Linked DNA regions of Mus musculus: region 2 is linked to region 1. Evidence: chromatin contacts called from public HiChIP or PLAC-seq data. All regions are on one chromosome and are shown on one strand. Each heading gives the region's core, a stretch centred on a gene start, on an enhancer-like site or on the middle of the called end of the contact. The rest is flanking DNA. Distances are from core to core; before and after follow the strand shown.

Region 1 (3,018 bases), core at 389-2,888:
TCAATAACATGTAAGTATGTAGGTACCTAATGAAACCTGATGGTTTGTGTGCTAATCTAAGAAATTTAAAAAGAGGAAAAGAATCCACAGTAGATGCATTAAAGTTCAATGTGTCCACAGTTTGTTGCATGTGCAAAGAAATTATTGAAAAAAAATATTGTGTGAAGGAATGGAGACAGGAGATGCAAGATTTCATGGTCATCTTTGGCCACACAGCTTGAGGTCATTCTTGGCTGTGTGAGACTCTGTCAAAGTATGTACAATTTAAAGTTACTTTCTGGCTATATAATTGTGCTTATACATACGTTTTTAAAATTTAGACTTGCCTTACTTTATTTTCTGTTGCTGTGATAAAATACTCAGACAAAAGCAACCCAAAAAAGAAAAGGTTTGTCTGGTTCACCAGGGTACAGCCCATCATGGAACAGAAGTCAAGACACCAGGAGCTTGAAGATGCTGGTCCCAGTATAGAGAAGTAAACAGCTATGAGTGCATGCATGTGGGAATTTGTATCAGTTTCCCAACTCTTAGATAATCCAGGATTCCATCTAGGGAACGGTGCTCTCTACACTGTGGTTGGGTCTTCCCACCTTCATCCACAGAATCAAGCCAATTCCCCGACAAGCATGCCTGAAGGTTGATCACTTGGGGTTTTGTCATATTGACAATTGACATTAACCATCGCAGATCCCACCACTAAGTTCTCAAACTCTGAAGAATTTCTATCATCTAAGTCCCTGTTCATTCCCAGTACTTCAGACCAGTGCTATTCAACATTGTCAGGATATCTAAAGATGTGTACTGGAGCATACTGGCTTTACTCATATTTCTTGTCAGATCGCTTTATTCCATGATTGAATCTCTGCTCTTTAGTGATAATACCCACCACTCCATTTGGTAAATGCATTTTTTTCCAGAGGCATGTATAAAACCATAAGCGTCATCAGACCTGCGCATGAAAAATTCCAGAAACACTTTGCTCTAAGCAAACTAATGTTCTTTTCCTGACTCTGGTTTCTGTGGAGGTCTGGTAACATAGACAACAGGGCTAAAGCATCCTTACAGCTTACCTTGGAGGCCCTCCCTGCCAGAAGGCAAGGTGATCTCTCAAGGCTTTTATTCTGAATAAATGATACTAGGAATAGTCTGTAACAATTACATAGCAATCTCTCCATGCCAATCAATCAACCCACAACCCTCTAATGCAGGCAAATTGAGTTGCTAGGCTGTTTAAACCACTGGAAAAAAAACACGGAAATTGTGACTGACCACAGAGTTCTCCTATGATGCTTCTATTAATAAGGAAAGCTTGAGTGTTGAATGCTGTGTGGGCTGATAAAGGAACTAGGCTTACTTGGGTATTCTGGGAATTAGAGAAGAGAAATGGAAATTTGAGAAGGGAGATAGATCAGGCCTGGGATTCTCCAGTGTAGTCTAGGCCAGTAGATCAGTCACAGACGATCCTCTACAGTTGCTGAGCCGAAACTCTGGGAATACGGCCCAGTGAGGCCGAGTTAACAAATCCACCATTGATTTTGATCTGGGCTAAAGTTAGAGAACTTAATCTTAGCACAAGAGAGCTTCCTGATAGCAAAATGAGCTGCCCTTGCCAGCGTGTATTATATGATTATATGCAAATAAGACTGCTCGAAGAGGAACCAATAGGACTGAACATGTGTGTCAGCATTTCCTGTGCTCAGTCACTATAACAAGATTCCTGAGAAGGTTAACTTATAGAGAATAAATGGTAGCTTAACAAGTCCCAGTCCAGGACCAGATGGGCCATTACGGTTAGGAGGGAGGTATCGGATGGTTGGAGGGATTTCACAGTCGCACAAAATGGCATTATCACCAGGCAGGCATTAAGCAAGCCACAGCAAAAAGGAGAGAAAAGGAAAGAGAGGCTTTGGTGCCCCTATCCCATTTAGTGGCATACACTTAGATTACTCAGAGTCTCCCAAAAGTCTCTTCTAGAACTTTCAGCACCTCCTCAGGAGCTAGTGATACCCCGAGGACCAAGTCTTTAGTGCACAGGTCTTTCGGGACGTAAAACCTAAACTATAGCTCTAAGCTTATTTAACCGTGAAATACTTTGATCATTGTGAGCCACAGATGGGACAGCAATGGGAGTCTGTAAAATAGCACGCGATTGTATTGAATCGATTGCAGGAGACACTTCCAAATGAAGTGATACCCACCAGAGGTTCTGAAGAATGGCTTCCATATTTTATAATACTCACATGAAACAAATTAGGGTAATAAGATCATTTTAATTTATTAATGAACTAATGTGAATATTAGGAACATAAATATCCTCTCCTCCCCCAACATATCAAGGATGAGGAAAAAAATCAATTGCTGTAGTTTTCCTTCTGGGCCTGGGTGGTGTGATCTAGAAAAGAAGCAGAAGGGAGGCAGGAGGGGAAATGGACAACAGCTAAAACATTTAAGTCTCCCCATCCTTCCCACTCTTCTTTCTCCTCATCAATTGTCTGGTTTTTGTTCAAGGCTCTAGCCTTGCCCCCAGACCCTCCAGTGTCTGCATATTGTGTGTCCCTATGTCTTTCCCCACCCTATCCTTCTCAGTCTTTTCCTATATCGTCTCTCCCAGGAAGCTTTCCTGGTCCCTCACCCCTCATTATGCTCTCTTCCCCAAGAGAAAAATACACCTCATATGCCTATCCAGATGGAATAGCAGCTGCTAATGAGTTACTGGCTTGCTTCTTAGGTACCCATTTGCCTTTTTCTCAGGAGCCTTCTGAAGTGTGTGTGTGTGTGTGTGTGTGTGTGTGTGTGTGTTTAGAAGTCAGCCGCGAAGAAAATTCCTCAGTTAAATCCAGTATTTTTCATAATATACTATTACCCAGAGTGCTTTACTCTACAGTTTGATGTGCCTCTGGAAATAACCTTGATGAAGAGATGCAAGCAGACTGGGCTTAAGTGATATGGTCTGGGAATGACAGAGGATATTCTCACTGGGCTCCTATTGCTCAACTGTATTTCAGCCAGCATCATTTT
Region 2 (3,018 bases), core at 244-2,743, 140 kb before region 1:
TTCCCCCTCTCCTCTTTCATTCTCACCTCCTTTTCCTCTCCCCACTTCTTCCCTACTTCCTTCTCCTCCTTCTTTTCTTCCTCCATTCTTCTCTAACCATATCCTCCTTTTCTTTCTTTTGTCTTCCTTTGTATTTTGAGGCAGGTTTCACTCAGCAGTGAAGAATAACCTTGAACTTCGGAGTCTCCTTCACAACCACACCTTTCAGTACAGCCACGTTTATAGAGTCACAGTCCAGCCCAGTGAACTTGTTCTTGGGGGTTACCATGTGATGGAATCCCCTAGGCAGCTTGTTAAGTGCCTCAGAGTCCTGACTCAGTAAGGGAAAGGGCCAGTGGGCTATGTTTGTGAGCTCCCCCCCCCCCCGCCCCCCCACCCCCCAAGGGTGAATATCACTTACATCACAGCCGTGAACTTGAATGATTGTGTGCAAGTCAGGAATTGTGCTCATTTCACAGTCGGGAAGAAAGATATTAAGAACAGCTAAGCAGTTTGCCCAAGGTGATAAGGTAGGTCACTGTCAGAACCAGGAGTCAAAGCCAAGCCCCGCAGGGCTGGCCGTGAAAACAGAATGAAGACTTGTAAAAGTATATCTTTTGGAAATGGGAAATCTGGGTAAGAAAAAGAAGTCTAGCAAGTAGAACTGACACGCTTGATCTTGAGGCTCTAAGGGACAGAGCTGGGACTTGAGATCTGGACCATTCCCCTCAGACTGTCAGGGTAGGCATCAGCAAGCCAGTCACTAACCATCAGGGAATCCTTGATGCATCTGGACTCCTTGTTGCGTGGCATACAATAGGCTGTTAAGCAGTGATTTAAAAAAAAGAAAAGAGGAAAAAGAAAAAAGAAAAGAGAAAAAAGAAAAAAGAAAAAAGAAAAAAGAGAAAAGAGAGAGCAGACAGAAAGCTGCAGTGAGGGAGGGAAGTGGTCCCTATAGGTTCAGGTTCATTCGGTTCTCTATTTCTCATTTATAGGCTTGACCACTAGAGGGCGATGTCCGACAAGAGAAAGAAAGACACTGCTCCACCATTTCTAGGATTGGAGACGATAATTCTGTAGCTGGGCATTTAAAGCCAAAGCGAGGGGCGGGGTGGGGGGGGGAGGAAAGGGGGTGTTAATTCACCGAATGATTAAAGTGTTCTCTGCCCCTCCTGCTCACAGGCTGCTGGGAAACATCCTCAAGACACACTGACCCATGGACCCTTCTAGATGTAAAGTCCACTGGTCAAGGGAAGAGAAAAGGAAATCTAGGTTGGTCTGAAATTTGGATGTTTACAGATAGTAGGAGGTTTTCAAAAAAAAAAAGGACATTTTGTAGCTTCCCAGACATTCACAGCATCGATGGGAGTTAATGTTTCGAGAAATGGCAATATAATGAAGTTGCATGCTGAATTAATTTTCCATAAATAAAACAGGACATTTTCATGGCTTGCTTTTCCTGCCCCATCATGGGGGTGTGTTCTTTTAGCGACTGAGCAAGTGCCCCCTTTCTCCCACTCTACCTCTTCGGGTGAGGCTGGCCAGGGGTTTGAACCTGGACTGTTTGCTCTGGCTATGCAGCCCTGGGTGATTCACCTGATTAGGTGCTGACTAGGAAATAGAAGCGAGGGATGACATTGCACATTTGTCAGGAGCATCCTAGGGAGGATATGCCTGAGGGTCTTAGGTACCATTCGAAAAACCTTCAGTGTATATTGGCCATTTTCCATGCGTTAGCCCAGCTCATGGTCAAGACTGGATGGACCCTCCTTGAAACACCATCGAATCCTTCATCCTTCCCTTTGTCTCTCTTCTGTCCAGAGATGCTGGAGAGGAGCTGTGCAAAGCCTGTGAGGGTTGCATCTCCTTAGGGCCATCGCCAACCCCAAGAATTGTATTTTAGAAGCTCATTGAACTGGAGAGGAATGAGCTTCAAGTATCAGCCTCTGGAGACACAAAACTATTAGAGCTAATGGCGGTGCCAATTAGCATAACTACTGCACACACAGAGTGAGCTGGGCACGGTGCTGGAGGGCTTGTGTGCACTTTCTTACCACGAACCCTATGAGATGTTTTATGATGTCACTTTTTCACGTGGGGACAGTGAGGGGCAGAGAATGTCAACAACTATGCCTAGGACACACAGCTCTGGAGCGACAAACCTGAAGCCAAAGCCAGCTGTGACTCTGATGTTTGCTGTGGAGAAGGGGCCAGTAATCAAACATGCGACAAAATGATAACTTGCTCTTAAGGTGGCATTTGTGGGATAGCTTTGTATCCCTTCAGAAGACTACGAGGAGGAGGAAGCCATGTGTGACAGAGACTGGGGAACATCTGGAACCGTGGTGTCATGTGGGGAGATCTCTGGGGTCTGCTAAGGGTTCAGGAGGGAGAGATGAGGAAGGGGAAGGCCTGGAAGAAAACGCCTGCAGCAAAGGCAAGGGGAGAGATGTGGCCTCTGTTTCAGGGACATCAAAAGACAGAGGAGTTACCTGTCATGAACTGCACTTGGAGGAAGGGGAAACTGAAACATGGCAAGGCAGCAGCCTTGGCTAAGGGCAGTGGCTTAGAGGCAGGGTTAGGATAGGAAATGCCATCTACAGAACCCCAGAGCTTCTGCAGGGTGGCAGTCATCTCAGAGTCTCATGTCCATCACCAATAAAGAAAAATACTGCTAACCCCTGGGAGGATCTAGGCCAGCCAGCCACCCAGCCACAGCCAGGGCTCCGATGTCGGGGATGTGGGACTGTGGTAGCAGAACGAGTTCCCTTTCCTTTCCTCTCCTTTCTTTTTTCTTTCTCCCTTCTCCCTTCTTCTCTTCTCTTTTGAAGCAGTGCTACACTCTAGCCCACGCTAGCCAAGGCTGGCCTTAGATGTGCTGCAGTCATCTTGTTTCAGTCTTGTGAGTGTGGGCTCGATCTACCCACAATCTAATCCACAGACAGCTGGAATAATTCCCAAGGTTTAAGATGTTGACAAAAGACTGTGTCTGTGCACCACACCCAGATTTATTTCTCCTCCTCCTAGGGATCACATTAC

What was found. HiChIP or PLAC-seq counts read pairs in DNA pulled down with a chosen protein or histone mark.
Region 2: a contact with region 1 is called in an H3K27ac HiChIP or PLAC-seq map of VIP interneurons, with 2.8 times the contacts expected there. The contact joins two enhancer-like sites. A contact is called at or near these places in 7 of 484 Hi-C or Micro-C datasets (cerebral cortex, cortical neurons, embryonic stem cells and 1 more) and 3 of 115 datasets of contacts at active chromatin or transcription factors (VIP interneurons, bone marrow-derived dendritic cells and heart atrium).

What each region holds. Positions count from the first base shown.
Region 1 is chr11:44,192,646-44,195,663 of GRCm38.p6, reverse strand. No RefSeq gene overlaps it. Among named protein-coding and RNA genes, the nearest start is that of Il12b, 210 kb to the left of the region's middle. Within about 2 kb of position 1,638, at least 2 of the 459 cell types and tissues checked have an H3K27ac peak or open chromatin away from gene starts, as enhancers often do. A contact at or near this core is called in VIP interneurons, where this site is marked.
Region 2 is chr11:44,329,611-44,332,628 of GRCm38.p6, reverse strand. No RefSeq gene overlaps it. Among named protein-coding and RNA genes, the nearest start is that of Il12b, 69 kb to the left of the region's middle. Within about 2 kb of position 1,493, at least 5 of the 459 cell types and tissues checked have an H3K27ac peak or open chromatin away from gene starts, as enhancers often do. A contact at or near this core is called in VIP interneurons, where this site is marked.